Linked DNA regions of Mus musculus: region 2 is linked to region 1. A link is a contact called in public promoter capture Hi-C data. All regions are on one chromosome and are shown on one strand. Each heading gives the region's core, a stretch centred on a gene start, on an enhancer-like site or on the middle of the called end of the contact. The rest is flanking DNA. Distances are from core to core; before and after follow the strand shown. Region 1 holds the start of Spin2c (spindlin family, member 2C). Region 2 holds the start of Prdx4 (peroxiredoxin 4).

Region 1 (3,419 bases), core at 373-2,872:
AACTTGATGAAGTACACAGAAGGCTTGGCTTTAACTTGGTGAATGACCTTGCCTGTCCTCTTGGAGCCATCTTCTTTGGTGTATTCCACATGTTTACCTATCAGGCCATCTACAACTCCTTCTGGCTCCCTGTCTGCTGGAGGAGATGCACTGGACTCTGGCATGATACGGAGGTCACCCTCTTTATAATCATCCAGAAGCTGATACATGTACAAAACGGGATCTCTCTCATAAGTAATGTAAAACCAGGCGTTCATGATAGGCGCTTGAGCCAGGACCATCCCCCTCCATTCATCCTTAGAGCCATGCTCACCCTCAAACATGTGTTCCACTGCTTTGCCAATTATGGTATTAGCAAGGCGCACATCGCTGACTCCAGAGAACGACACCTTATCAGGAAGGATTTTAAGCTTTAAAATCCTTTCATCTCTGTGAAGTTCCAGTCCATAGACACAGTCAATCCCATCATATTTCACCAGGTAGAGAGAGGGGTTGATAGGCACCTGATCCAGCACAGTCCCTTTCCACTGTGTGATCGGCTCATCTCCTTCCTTCCACCCGTGAGAAATTCTACAGCCCACGATGCTCCTACGGGATGAAGATCTGCTCCTCTGCCTCTTCTGAGAAGCTTTTTTCTTCTTGATGGTTGTAGAGCCAATGTGGTGACCTACGCCTTCTCCCATTTGCTCTTTTGCTGCACCTTTTTTGTGAGGGGTCTTCATACCTGTAAGAGGAGGAGAGAATCTAGGGAAAAACATTCTATGCAAATATTAAGGTTATTTTTCTGTGGATTAGGAAGTCCCTGTGCATGATATACATGTGTCCAGTAGCAGTATTCTATATCAAAATGTGTTTAAATGCCTGCCTGCATAAGCCTCTTTCCAGGCTTGTTTGGTTACACAACAGAGTTAGTGAAGAGATCGCTGTGGAAGTTGTAGCGCTTGAGAGCCAAGCAAAGAAACAGCCGGTTCTCTGCTAGTTCCGTAGTCATCCCAGCTGCCCCGCACCACCATCCCTATTTATAACCCCAATACCATATCTCTATATCCCTCCGTGAAATTTCTATGTCTCTTACCCACTCTCCCCCTCCTTTTCATTCCGCCCTCACTGCCCATACCCATGCTTGCTCTGTGCTCACTTCTTCATGTGTCTTCCAAATCATCCCCGTTTCCCTTTGAGCTCAGCACCACGAATCTGTTTCATGCACTGGCCACCTTTGTATAAGATTCCCCGGGTTTCTTGCTCCGTGCCCCGCCCCCCAAATCTCGGTTCCGAGTTTCCCTCAGCTCAAATCTTAGCACTCCCTCCAATTTTCCTGACAAGCAGGAACCCATTCCAATTTTCCAGCACCTAGTCCGATGCTCACCTGCTCACTGTCTGGGTTTGCAGCACTCACGTGCCCAAATCGGACAGAAGACTGTTGCCTCCGCTGCGAGCCTGGAGCGAAGGATGATCAGCCGGCAAGCAGCCAAATGAGCGCCTGTGAGAGCAGAGCCAGGAGTCTAAGGCCAAGCGCCTGTCTAGGAAAGCCGCGGGGCAAAAGAAGGGAGCATCCAGGAAGTCCCCGCTCTGGGCTTTCTCTCACCTTATTCCCGAGTGTCAGAGGCGGCAGTACCTGGGCCACTTAAGAGCTTCCAGCAGTCGCTGCTGCCACTGCAGTCTCCTCCCTCTTTTCCTAGCGTAGCTTCCTGCCCCGCGAGAGGCCGCCCCTTCCTGCCAAACACGGTTCAACAGCCTCCTCTCCTACTCCACACCGTGGTTCTAAGCTGGGGAATGTGGTCTTGTCCTCATCTCTTCTGCCAAATCAGGAGCCAGGAATTCTCCACACACACGCCAACCCTTCCCCCACACAACCCTTCTTGCGCACAGCTCCTAAGGATTCCCTCCTTCAGTTCAGGTTCCCCACCCCCACCTGCAACTCTACACTTTAGTGCCCCCAACAGCATCTGCTTTCCATCCTTCAGGAATTTGCTTTTCCTTTACCCCGTGCCCTCATGGAGTTTTCTTTATGCAAAAACTGCCTTTCCGGTTGTTTTAGGCTAGTGGAGCTAGGATGAAAAAGAAGGGGAAAAAAAACCAACAAAAAAAAAAAATGCTCTCTTCTCTCCTGTTTGTTTGACCCGATTCATAAGTAAGTTTTCTTGATTGCTCATCTTCTTGAGGACGGGAATCCAGCTACAGAATTTTATGCACCATGTGTAAGATTCTTAATCGTACATTAGATCAGCTTCACTTCTTCCCCAAACCCTTTGCCTCATCACAAAATAGTAGTTCTTATGTGCTTTGCTTCTATGCTCCTAAAAGAGCTTGCATTACTTATGCAAACGTGGTTGTTAAAAATAATCTATAAAACAATTTTGGATATTTCTGAATGTAGAGCATGTATGACAATATGAGAAGTAGACAATACCCTCACTTCAGAGTTAACATTCATTTTTTTTTTAGTCACTCTTTTAAAAGTAGAAACAAAGACCACCAATAGGGTGAAAATTTTAATTCTGTAGCACAGACTTCACTCTTATAGTCTTCAATGTATGTGTATATATACATGTGGATATTATGTTTTATGGCAAAGAGTTTCAATCATACTTTATGAAGTAAAGTTCTTCATACTGTATGAAAAACTACTAATGGTTCCCTTCAGTAGCCTAACAGGACATTTCTAAGAGGTAGTCCTTGGGTTTTTGACCTAAGTCCATATTACCCAGTTGATAAGAATATTGGGCTTGTGTAGAAGCTTAGCATGGGTGTTTACCTGCTGACTTGAATTCTGGAGACTCAGATGATGGTGGAAGGAGAGAACTGATTCCCTCAAGCTGTTCTCTGACCTCCACATACATGTACCCCCCCACCAAAATAAAATAATGTAAAAGATATTCTACAGTTTTTAAAAATATTACTCATCTTAGTATCATCTAGCTAGCACAGCTTTCTCTTACTACATTAATCTACTCTCATGAATATTAAAGAATTTTTTTATTTATTTATGAATGATCACACTGCTAGCAAGCCTAAAGGAGAATCATGAGATTCTTAAATTTGACTTTACTTGATTTCTGTTTGTTTGGTGGGTTGGATGATTTTTGTTGTTGTTTTGTTGCTGTTTTTGTTATTGTTGTCTGTGAGACAGACTCTCTATATAGCCCTGTTGTCCTGGAACTTACTGTGTAGACCAGGCTGGCCTAGAACTCACAGAGATCAACCTGTCCCTGCCTCATGAGTATTGGGATTAAAGGCATGCATCACCATACCTGGCCAATTTCTTAAATTCTAAATGCTTGTTTTATATAATACTTATCTTTTTAAAATTTATTTACTTATTTATTTTTGATGAAAGTGCTTCATGTACAAATCTTCCCTTAAAGTTATAAATGGACAATGAAAAATTGATACTTCATTTACAGACAGCTCTCAACTTA
Region 2 (3,028 bases), core at 368-2,867, 1.5 Mb before region 1:
TTTATCTCTTGAGTTTTCACCAAACTGAAAAAGACTATGTCTAGAGAGAGAAGTCACGGAGTTTAGTAATAGATCGCTGTAAGGAAAAGAATATTGTTCTAATAGTCATAAAGTATATGTCAATTAAGCTTTGGGAAAGTATGGTTTGAAGGGATTAACGGATCGAACGTGTAGAGGAAGGGAGAGCAGACATAATAACGGTCCATAGTCAGAGGTTTTATATTCAAGATGGGATTAGGGAGCTCGAAAGATGACTCAGAAGTTAAGAGCACTGGACGCTCTTCCAGAGGACAAAGGTTTGATTTCCAGCACCCTCGTGGCAGCTCTCAATTGTCTGTAACTTCTGTTCCAGGGGATCTTTCAATGTCCTCCCCTGGCTTTTATGAATAGCAGGCACACAAGCAGTGAACAGACATATAGACAAAAAAAATTTAAATAGTAATTTTTCAAAACAGGATGAACAGGGTGTAAATCAGTTATGGTTTGGAGTTCATGAAGGCAGCACTAGGGCTGAGGGAGCAGACAGGTGACGTCACAATTCAGTCTGACAAGCTAAAGTGGGACTGAGCCCCTAGGCGCTGGGGCAATAACTCAAGGGCGGCTGGGCATGCCCTAGTGTATCATAGGTAGGAGAGGCAAGGCAGCAGAGGAAGAGGGCTCGATGGGTAATGGGTAGTTATGCTGTGCTATGAGGGGTGACTACGAACTTTACAGCTCTTGACTGGAAAAGCAAATCTTTGAAGCAAAATTAATTCCCCCAAACTTCTTTTTGCCTGTTGGAGGAAAATAAATGGTTAGCTATTTGCTCTCAAGTTTTTCTGGGACTGAAAAGAGCTGAAAAGATGAGTCCTGGCACTGTACAGGCAAATCACTCCGGAGGTTCAGGGGACACATACATGTCTGTTAAGTTCAGCAATTTTGTAGTGTCCATGGCCTAACCCACCCACCCCCTGCCCCCAGCCTCCTAAACCTAGAGTAATCAACAGGCCAAATATAGTCAACCAGTATATTTCAAAATAACTGTTTTGGGTGTTTCCCCATAAAAAGGTAAATGAGTTGGTGACTACATTCCATGTTATATTCATTCAGATGGTGCCCTGTAAGTGCATACAAGTATGATCTGTCAAAAACAAAAACAAAATGAGATGCATGAAAGTGACCTTAATTAGAAGTATAAATTGTGGTGGCACACGCCTTTAATCCCCAGCACTCAGGGAGGCAGGGATAAGTAGATCTCTGCTTGGTCTACAGAGCAAGTTCCAGGGCAGCCAGGGCTACACAGAGAAACCCTGTCTCAAAATAACCACGAAAAGTCTACATTTTAAGTCCTTCACAGGCACATAGGTTAGTGTGAACTTGTGAGGGGATGATGTGAGGGGTAGGGAAGCTCTGTTACAGAGATGGACTTGGAAGTACACCTTCAAGGACAGGGACAGTCAGTGCTCTGGAGATCAGTCACTAGGCACCCGTGCAAACTTCTTTTGTTAAATTGGGAAAACACTTCAGCTTGGCTCTCCTTTTGACGCAGGCGCAGAAGCCCACTGGGGGGGGCGGAGCTTGCGCCCACGTGGCGGAGGGGCGGAGTGGGGCGGAGCAAGTCTCGCGAGGCCGCGCCCTTGGTCGCGCGGTCTCCAGCGCGCCGTTTTAGCTGGCTGCCTGGCGGCAGGGGACTCTGTGCTTTAGCAGAGGGACGTGTTTTCGCGCTTGCTTGGTCATGGAGGCGCGGTCCAAGCTGCTGGACGGGACCACGGCGTCCCGTCGCTGGACCCGAAAGCTGGTGTTGCTCCTGCCGCCGCTGCTGCTGTTCCTGTTGCGGACCGAATCTCTGCAAGGCTTGGAGAGTGATGAACGGTTCCGGACCCGCGAAAATGAGTGCCACTTCTACGCTGGTGGACAAGTGTACCCCGGGGAGGCGTCCCGGGTTTCAGTCGCGGATCACTCCCTGCATCTAAGCAAAGCCAAGAGTAGGTGGTGCCTTGCGAGTTTGGGTGGAGGAGGTAGAACTCGAGGAATCTTAGACCCTAATTGTGGATGCTACAAAAGGGTGGGGCTGGAGTTGGGCCGCACCCCCCCCCCAAGGCTGCCTGGGAGTTCTCGGTCCACCCCATGCCTTTGTGGGTGTGAGGTTGGAGGTGGGTTCCTGGTGTGAAGAAAGAAATGGGTTTCTCTGAACAGATTTCGGGAGAGGTAGCGGTTACCCCCAAAGCCGCAGATGGGGGTGTTTCTAGACCCGGGCTTACAGTCGTGGAGGATGTTGTGCAAACTAAAATACTTCCTTACATATTCGAAAGTGCCTGCAGCCGTCCTATCTCTTTTTTCCAGGGAAGAAAGTACATTGATAAGTTGAATAATGATTCACAGAAAGTTTGGTTAAACAGAAAAGTGGTTAAACAAAATGGTCAGGAGGTCAAACTTTTTTTCTCTTAGCTTATAAAGATTGTTATTGAGAGTCATCTCCCCAAACTTTGTAGAGTTAATAGATGTTTATTTAAAAAAAAAAAAACAAGTCTTATGGAGTATTTTGGAGGGAAACTGGGGAAGAGGCGGAAGAGGCACAGTTGGGTTGGTGGTAAATCTTGTGTACTGCCAATTGGGCTTTTCATTATTTGTCTTTCTGTCTAGTGTTTGAAGCTAGTGGCCACTCTCAGAAAAAGACACGTCAGACTAAGAAGATAGTGAGAAAATTGAGGCCTGCTGCATCTGGATATTAAGATTGCCAAAAAAGTGATCAGGGGACACAGACACAGACCATATATTATTTGCTTTTCCCTAACCCACTTTTCCTAGGGATTATTTGGCATTCTGTGAGTGTGTGTTTGAGTTTTGGTGGTTGTGGCACATTCTGTGCTAGTATTCAGTGAAACAATAGTTATACTTAACATTTTGGGGTCAATTTTTTGGACATGGGGACTGGACAGATCTGACAAAATGGCTTCAAATTCTGTAGTCCTCCTCCTTCAGCTTGCAGAGTGCTGGATTCCAATTGTGCTCTACCACATCTGGCTACTTCACAGTTATGAACCTCTAA

What was found. Promoter capture Hi-C pulls out the DNA fragments that hold promoters and counts their contacts.
Region 2: a promoter capture Hi-C map of cranial neural crest shows a contact between it and region 1. The contact joins the promoter of Prdx4 here to the promoter of Spin2c in region 1.

What each region holds. Positions count from the first base shown.
Region 1 is chrX:153,830,496-153,833,914 of GRCm38.p6, reverse strand. Spin2c (spindlin family, member 2C) reads right to left here and starts at 1,622. Exons shown (of 2, transcript NM_001005370.1): 1 at 1,367-1,622; 2 at 1-724. The coding sequence starts at 722.
Region 2 is chrX:155,337,049-155,340,076 of GRCm38.p6, reverse strand. Prdx4 (peroxiredoxin 4) reads left to right here and starts at 1,617. Exons shown (of 7, transcript NM_016764.5): 1 at 1,617-1,964. The coding sequence starts at 1,715.